2 separate regions of the Danio rerio genome follow, and region 1 is linked to region 2. A link is a contact called in public Micro-C data. All regions are on one chromosome and are shown on one strand. The core of a region is the stretch at or near the end of the contact, and the rest is flanking DNA. Distances in the headings are between cores, read along the strand shown.

What was found. A called contact is a pair of places that touch in the nucleus more often than the background predicts.
Region 1: a Micro-C map of caudal fin shows a contact between it and region 2, with 2.2 times the contacts expected there. The contact joins the enhancer-like site here to the promoter of crata in region 2. A contact is called at or near these places in 6 of 18 Hi-C or Micro-C datasets (caudal fin, embryo and gastrula embryo).

Annotation. Positions count from the first base shown.
Region 1 is chr5:33,476,929-33,481,128 of GRCz12tu, forward strand. fkbp15a (FKBP prolyl isomerase family member 15a) reads left to right here. Exons shown (of 27, transcript XM_073952309.1): 18 at 1-17; 19 at 133-187; 20 at 564-714; 21 at 1,728-1,864; 22 at 1,959-2,111; 23 at 2,357-2,449; 24 at 2,772-2,837; 25 at 2,917-3,024; 26 at 3,126-3,270. The coding sequence ends at 3,263. It also overlaps a transcript of lrsam1 not described here. Among named protein-coding and RNA genes, the nearest start is that of lrsam1, 24 kb to the right of the region's middle. Within about 2 kb of position 2,438, at least 2 of the 62 cell types and tissues checked have an H3K27ac peak or open chromatin away from gene starts, as enhancers often do. A contact at or near this core is called in caudal fin, where this site is marked.
Region 2 is chr5:33,434,253-33,438,434 of GRCz12tu, forward strand. crata (carnitine O-acetyltransferase a) reads left to right here and starts at 2,447. Exons shown (of 14, transcript NM_001005587.1): 1 at 2,447-2,504; 2 at 4,169-4,182. The coding sequence starts at 2,478. ptpa (protein phosphatase 2 phosphatase activator) reads right to left here and starts at 168. Exons shown (of 10, transcript NM_001003425.2): 1 at 85-168. The coding sequence starts at 109.

The sequences.
Region 1 (4,200 bases), core at 1,188-3,687, 43 kb after region 2:
TGTGAACAGAACAAGAGGTGTGTTAGGTTTATTTCAATTCTTTTTATACACTCCGATTTCCTGCTTTCCAGATCAGATTAATGAAAAACAGGCATTATATTTTGACACAATCAGTTTACCCCATGTGTGCAGGTATATGGAGCAGCTGCCAATCCAGACCTGCCACATTCATTCTGAGCAGGAAAAGGTAGGAGTAGTGATAATAAATAATGCTGTCCATTTATTGGCTCATTACACTCATTCACTATCCTTTATGATATTATTTAATAGACGCATGTCTTTTTGGATAACTATTTGCATTCAGTGTTATTATAGGGGTGTTTTAGAGCAACCATGTTCCTGGAGGCACACCTACAGTACATACGGATGTCTCCCTTATCTGAACCATTCATTTCAAGTTTTGGAGTCTCTTCTAATGTTCTGCTGAGTTGATTCGGGTGTTTTTGATTGGGAAGGGGTTGAAAATGTGTACTGTTGGTTTGCCTTCAGAGTTGGAAAACACTGTTCCAGGGAAGTTTGAGGGGAGGGAAAGGCCTTGGTTCATCTTTTTTTCTCTTTTTCAGGAGGATTCGTTGATTTCCTCCTGTCAGTTGCAGCAGCAGTTGGTGAATCTCCAGCAGAGGGAGACAGAGATTCAGACTCAACTCAGTGCTGCTCTCGATGACAAACACAAGCACTGTGCTCAGATCAGCCTTCTGGAGGCACAAGTGGCAGGTAGTACCAAAGTTATCAATCCTGTTGTACTTTTTGACCATTAAAAAGTTGTAGCTGTGTTATAGGACAAATCTAAAAGGAACAGTGCCCTTTTTTTTAAATAGACTTTTTACCAAGTCCCTTAAAGTGAAACCTTTGAATTTTTTTACGATTTTTTTAATCAATTCAGCTATTCGCAAGGTCTTTCTTATATTAGACCATTACTATCTTCCTCACTACAGTACATTGACTTTCCTAGGTTGACTTGTCTGTAGTTACATCATGTACTAAAGCCCTGCTTACACTGTGTTTTTGTCATCTGAGTGAAGTTTGGAAAATAGTAAAAGATTCCTGTAATCTTAGGATAAAATATATGGTCCTTGATGGTTTGTTTGATATTTTAACCCACAGCCAATTAATGGTCTTTGCGATTAGATTTTCCCTGCGAGATTTTAGACACTTTCACGCACTGTGACTTCAGCGTAAAACCAAGAACCAATAGCAATCTGGAAAACTTCAAACCGCCACTGTTTTTTTTATTATTGAGGCGCACTGTAAACAAAATTACTGCTACAGATTGTTTATGTTTACCTTGAAATATTGTGTCAGGAGGTGTTATAGTGAAAGTGTCACGTATGGATGAAGTCAAACTCTGGGTGAGTTCTCCTGCAGGTCAGTGTCGTGACTACTGAGATCTTACAGTGTGACTTGGGAAATATGTTTGTGCAGTCTGACATGCTACAAATGTTTAAGAACTATTAAAAAAGTAAATTGCACAGTGTGAGCTGGGCTTCAGACTGACAAGAAAATTAAAAGATACTCTGTATCATAGCAACGGACTGAAAAAATGCTATGCTGCAAAAATGTACACAGCTGAGCATTTTTAGAAGCGCAAAAACACTTCGGTGGACATGCAGCCTAAAAGTCTTAATACACAGGGTTTACCCTTAGAGGTTTGCTGAGCCCGCCTGGTCTAAGACCCCTGCCCTGTTTGGTAGATTGTGTAAGAGTGTTTTGATAATATATGTTTTCAGAACTTTTGAAAAAAGAAGAACAGAGCGATCAGCGGTGGAGGGCAGAGAAGCAGAAGTACAAAGAGTTGGAATCCACTATACAAAACATGGATGAGGAGATGCAAGACCTGAGGGCTGAAAAGGAGAATCTGCAACAGGTGCGAAGAGCTCCTGTCAAATCTGACATGGTTAAACATTTTGTGCGGTTTAATGTGAAAGCAAATATTGTGCTGTTTCTGCATGTAATGTCAGGTCCTGTCAGAGAAAAAGAGGAAGTGGAAGGCTGAGCGGGAGCGCATTATTGTGGAGCAGGAGGAGGAACATGAGAGGAGTCAGCAGGAGGTCCTACAGCTCCTCATGCAGCTCAGAAAGGCCAGACACTCCACTGAAGCACTTATGAAGCAGGTGTGTGTGTGTGTTTGTGTTTCTTTAGCATTAAATCTATGTATAGCTCTAAAGTCATGTTTACACAGCCAATTTAAGTTGGCTCTGAAGTGGGTCTGTGTCTGCTCAGAATTCAGTGTAAAAATGCTATGCTGCATTAAATTGTGTTTGTAAATAAATACACATTTTTGAAAGTGCATTCCTTTTCAGGTTTGGTTTCTGTGCCACCTTTGCATTTTTCCTGTGATATGTGTATTCATTTACAGGCTGAGTTTGAGTTGAGCGCTCAAAAGAAATGTGATGCTGAACTGGCAGAGCAAGAGAAGCTGGAAGGAGCCATAACTGAGCTGCAAGAACAGGCACGTTTACATTATGCAAGAACTCTTAAAACTAGTTTATCATGCGATGTAACAGCTGAAAAGGTTTTTTGAAACCGTTTCATGAGTTTTAAGGATGTAGATTGCCATTGTGTTCATTTAAATCACCGTCAACTTTAAACATTCCCTACACAAGCATTATATGACTTCGGATGAGATCCAGGAAACATTGTTTATCTCTAACAATTTGAAAATAAGTCATATACATGTGGGATGGCATGATAGATAATAATACGCATTTTCAGTTTTGGGTGGAGGATCTTTTTCTTCAATCTACAACTGACCTTCATTTAATACATTTTAGTGTGAGGATCTAACAACAACGTCGTCAAGTATGAATGAGCAGTTTGACACTCAGTTGGCTGTTCAGGTGAGCGGTTTGGACTGAGAGTTCTGCTTTGATAAAGTCTAAACCTAAAAACTGAGCTGATGAACTGCATGTTGTGCAGGTAAAGCGAGCGATGAAAGAAGTGTTTCAGTGTCTCAGGACCGAGTTTGATCTGCAGGAGTCTTACAGAGGACATTCAGTTCTCCAGATTCTCCAAAACACCATCAAGGTAATGCTCAACCTACAGGATTCAAAACACACTAAAAACTAGCCTGATGACTAATTAGCTCATGGTTTTTGGTCTTGCTACTATTTTTAATCCATTTGCAGGGCGTCACCATGAAATTCCTCTCAGAATCTTGGGAGTTTGAATCAGATGAAGATAAAGCAGAAGAAGAATATGGATCTACTGAAGAGGTGTTGATGCCGAAGGATAACGATGAAATAGAGGAGAAAGTAGAGCATTAAGCAGAAGGTATTTATGTAAACTAAACAAATCAGAATGTCCATAAACTACAATCAAAGTTTAAGATTAGAAACTAAGTCTAGATCTGATTCTTTCCCACAGCAACAGTCAGTTTTTCAGTTTGTTTGACTGTATGAAACTGAGGAGGTTGTGAACAAACTGTAAAAGGATCACATGTTGACATGGGAATGCTAACCACCAACTTTACTATTTCTCCTACAGAAAGTCCTTTAATTTAACATTTAAGCATTTTAAAACAAAAAAATTGACTGGATTTATATGCATTTGTTTGAGTAAAATGTAAATCTTTTATTCTTCAAACTTCTAAAACTCCTTTATTTATACCATCTTTTGGCAAAAATTAATAAAAATATGCCACATGTTAAGACATTTTCATAATTAATGGGTCACACTTAACGACAAGGTGGTATTAGTTAATATTAGTTGTATTAATGTATTAACTAACATAAACAAACAATGGACAGTACATTTATTACTGTATTTGTTCATGTTTGTTCACGTTAGTTAATGGAAATAAAGTTGTTCATTGTTCATGTTAACTCACAGTGCTTTAACTAATGCCAACAAGCATGAACTTGGATTTTATTAATGCATTAGTAAATGTTGAACTATGATTTTAAAATACTGTGCAACTATGGTTCATTTATTAGCTCATGTTAGTAAATAAACTAATATTATCATACTATTATCATAATTATAATGAAATCCAATTGTAAAGTGTTACTAATTATAGAATAGGATAAAGACACTTAAGAAGAGATAATCTTGAACATTTTTAAATATCCAATAATAGGCAAATGAATAAAATATGCATAAACTAATTTGAAAAGGAGAGGTTAAAACTAATCTAATACATGCTTCTGTTACAGAACAAATATCTCTTTGTCTGAAAAGCATCTTCATAATTCGCTATGAAAA
Region 2 (4,182 bases), core at 1,197-3,696:
GACATTTATAATCTCCACATATCACTGCGGTCTCTGCGTTTGAATTAGCTCTGTTTAATTGAAGATTTGATTGATGTGAGTTACCTGACGCCTGTTCTGTCTCCGCCATGTTTACTGTGGTGATGAAAACACAACCCTTCAACTCTCACCCGCAGTTTCGCCTCAAATATATTCCTTGAACTTGATCAGCGAAAGTAAACTGCTGCGAGAAAAAAAGTGCCTGTTTCTGAAACCCATATAATTTTATATAATACTTAATTTGTGACTTCGGTTTTAAGTTTAGGAATCGCATTAGATTTTCTAAACTGCGTATTTTTATTTATTTTTGTAAACATTTAAAAATATATATTATCTCTACAAAAACTGTAAAAGGTTATTAATATTTTTCTATTACCATGTATCTCCATGTACATTTATGTGGAAAAAAATAGCTGCTACAACGTTGCATTGTCGATTCCAAATAGATAGGGGAATTTGTAAAAATATATATAGTGTGTAACATACATACACACACACACACACACACACACACACACACACACACACACACACACATATATATATATATATATATATATATATATATATATATATATATATATATATATATATATATATATATATATATATATATATATATATATATATATATATTTAGTAGTTTTAATGGAAAATGTACGGTATTCTGGACCTTGGAATGCAGACTTTTACTTACGTTAAGTATTGTTTTGAACAGTTTACTGTGAAAATTACTTCAGAGTATCTTCTTTATGTATAGAAATAGATTCTATTTCAGATTATCAGTGAAACCTATCGATCTTTCAGTAGAAAGATGAAGCAAAAGATGAGAAGAGATGAGGCAGGTAACAGGGTTGCCAGGTTTGCATAACAAAACAATCCTTATTGCCAGTCAAATGAAGACCAAAGGTAGCCCACTGCACTCAAAATGTTCTATTTCCATCTATGACCCATTATTATGGAGTCAATCTAGGGCCATATATACTTGCAAAATAAAATAAAGTTTTGCAAAGAAAAAATAAAGTATTGAGTAAATGCAAATAAAGTATTAATAAATGCAAATTTCCAAAGCAAAGAAGAAATAAAAATAAATTTTGCAAACAAATGTAAAGAATTGCAAAAGGGAAAATTAATTTTCAGAAATAAAAATTAAATTTGCAAACAAAAAAAACTGCAAAAAAAAATCAAGCAGTGCACAAAAATTAAAATATTTGCAATTAAAAAAATATATTTTTTTGTAAAATATTTTTATAGCAATGCCTTTACAAAAACAAACTATACAAGGGAACTTGGGTGTTTATGGCAGGCCCAGACCATAGGCTAAAATATAGGGCCCAGACCTGGGCTGTAAGACCACTTTGGTAGTACACTATGGTGGTACATTGTTTCCAGGTCTGCTGTAAACGCTCAAGTTCCCTTGACTCCGCCCCTTGTCAAATCAGGGCCACAAAGTGAAACCACAGTCTATGAGTGAAACGCGCAGAAGCGTGATGTGCAAAGTGAAAACCGCTTTGCAAACTTATGGTTGACTAACAAGCAAATCAAAATGAGCATTGCAAATGACTGGACGGGTTTTGTAAAGGCAATGCTATAAAATGTTTTGCAAATATATAGAGTTGTTTTTTTAAATTGGAAATATTTTAGTGTTTTTGCACTGCTTGATTTTTATTTGCAGTTCTTTTTTGTTTGCAAATTTCATTCTTATTTCTTAAAACAATTTTTTTTCATTGCAGTTCTTTATTTTTGTTAGCAAAATACATTTTTATCTCTCCAATTTTTATTTTTGCTTTGAGACTTTTGAAAGTGTGCATTTATTTATTTTTGCTCAATACTTTATTTTGGGTTTGCAAAACTTTATTTTATTTTGCAAGTATTTATGGTCCTTGATTGACTTGATAAGTGTTAAAAGCAAGTCTTATTAGTTTGTGTATTGTGATTTTTCAGGATCCTTTGATTTAAAAGTATTAGTTTGAAAGTGAAACTGAAATCTTCACCTTCATTTTTAAAATAAATTTTATGCACCTATACAAAATTTATTACACATTAAATACATTTTAGTCACTATATCGCAGGGATCATGAACACAGCTGAAAGACTACCACTGACCCTCCTTCATAAATTCTAACATCAAATGCAGTTTTATCATAGATCAAATAAGAATTAAAGTAAAACCATATTTTAGTCAATTAAATATGTACAATATGTAAAACTTACTCGAACAAGGGAAGAAAATCAACCGTTTAAAAGAATGCAAACTTCCGCGTGGATGTGGCAACCCATTTTGTGGGTGTGTTTGGTTTGTTGTTATAGTCGCGCCCCCAGCGGCGAAAAGGAGCAGTGCAGCAGTGATGGCGCTCAGTGTTTTCCTTCAGCTCTCGTTTACTGGACTCTGACCGCAGTGATCTCTTCTGTCCCTCCTCTGAGGCCTCGATTTGGGGGCGTTTTAGTGAACTTCAGTTATGTTGGGCATTTTAGCCAGGACGATGGTGAGTAAGCAATACACATGATTCTGTTTTTAAAGATAGTCTGTTGTTTTATTCGACATAAACAAGGTTAGCTGACAGCGTGTAAGACGAGATGTTTCAGGGACATTCATGTTAATGGTGAGATAGCGGCAGTGCTAGGGTAGTTAGTAGGAAGTACCAATACATTCTTGACAGTTTCCTAAAATTAAGTACTTACATCGTGTGCATGTGTAAGTGGTTTCTACTTAATCTCTCCAAATGAATCTAACGTTGTGTTGTTGTTAATGTCACGCGCGACAATTTTATGTCATGTTAAATTACTGACAAGTGCAGTGCTGACTTGTGTATTTTAGTATATATGTCATTGCATTTACCATGTCGAATTATTAATACATAAAGGACTACATTAAATAGTTTTGTACAAATTAATATGCTAATATAATGATGAATACATAAGTGTCTTCAAAAATAATGACAATAAATATATTACAATGGCAAAGTTTCATATTATTTGTATAAAGCACACCTATTAAAAAGACATAACTTGAAAATAATTTCTTTCTCTAGATTTCTGATTTATAGTTATGAGTTTGAGTAAAATGAAATCCATATTTTACAATTTACTGATGTCATTTCTTTTAAAGAAAAAGGCCTTTTTTCCCCCTTACAGTTTAACAAAAAATGTGCTATGCTTTCAGATATGTTTATATTCAGTTGTTTTGTACACATAACAAATAATTTACATTAGAGCTGCTCAATATATCGTTTCAGCATTAATATCGCAATGTGATCAATTCGCAGTAGTCACATTGCGAGTATACGCAATGTTGAGTCTGGATTATAATTGCATTATAATAATAAAAAAAATTTTTGAGGCCTATGAGGGTTTTAAAAGTATTCAGGCTTATGTAATTGTACAGTTGATAAAATGTTTATAAAATAAAGACTTTGCAGTTTTATTTTACATTTGATTATTCAGTTTACTGTATATCCGAATACAGATCGACTCCTTGGAAAACAATAAACCGCAGTTTAAGTATTATCTTTTTCTTTATTGTATTTATCTATGCTTGTAGATTGTTTTTTACATTTTATTCATATACACTCCCAGATAGAATCATCCCAATCAATCTAAAATGATCAAATCTTTCCAAATATTTATTCAACACATCTAGTTAAATTGTGTATATAAATCGCAATATATACTGCAGAAAAAAAAATATTGCAATGTTAGGATTTTCCAATATAGTGCAGCCCTAATTTACATTCAGATGATTAAAAGTTAAGAAATCAATGTTTTGTGAAATATCCATGATGTTTAAACACAATAAAGTAAAAAAAAAATTTCTGACCAATTGTAGTTTTTTGAGGGTGTGAAAAGCTCTTAATATAAATATTAGTTCATTAATTTTCCTTCAGCTTAGTCTCTTTATTCATCAGGGGTCACCACACCAGAATAAACCTCTTATCCAGCATATGTTTTACACAGTGGATACTCTTCTAGCTGCAACCCAGTATTGGGAAACACCCATACACTCTCACATTCACACTCATACACTACAGCCAATTTAGTTCATTCAAATCAGCTATGGTGCCTGTCTTTGGACTGTGGGGGAAACTGGAACTAAATAATAACATATTTATTTGAAATGCAGTCACTCGTATATTGTCTGTGATATTTTTAGGTAAAGGCTGGCAT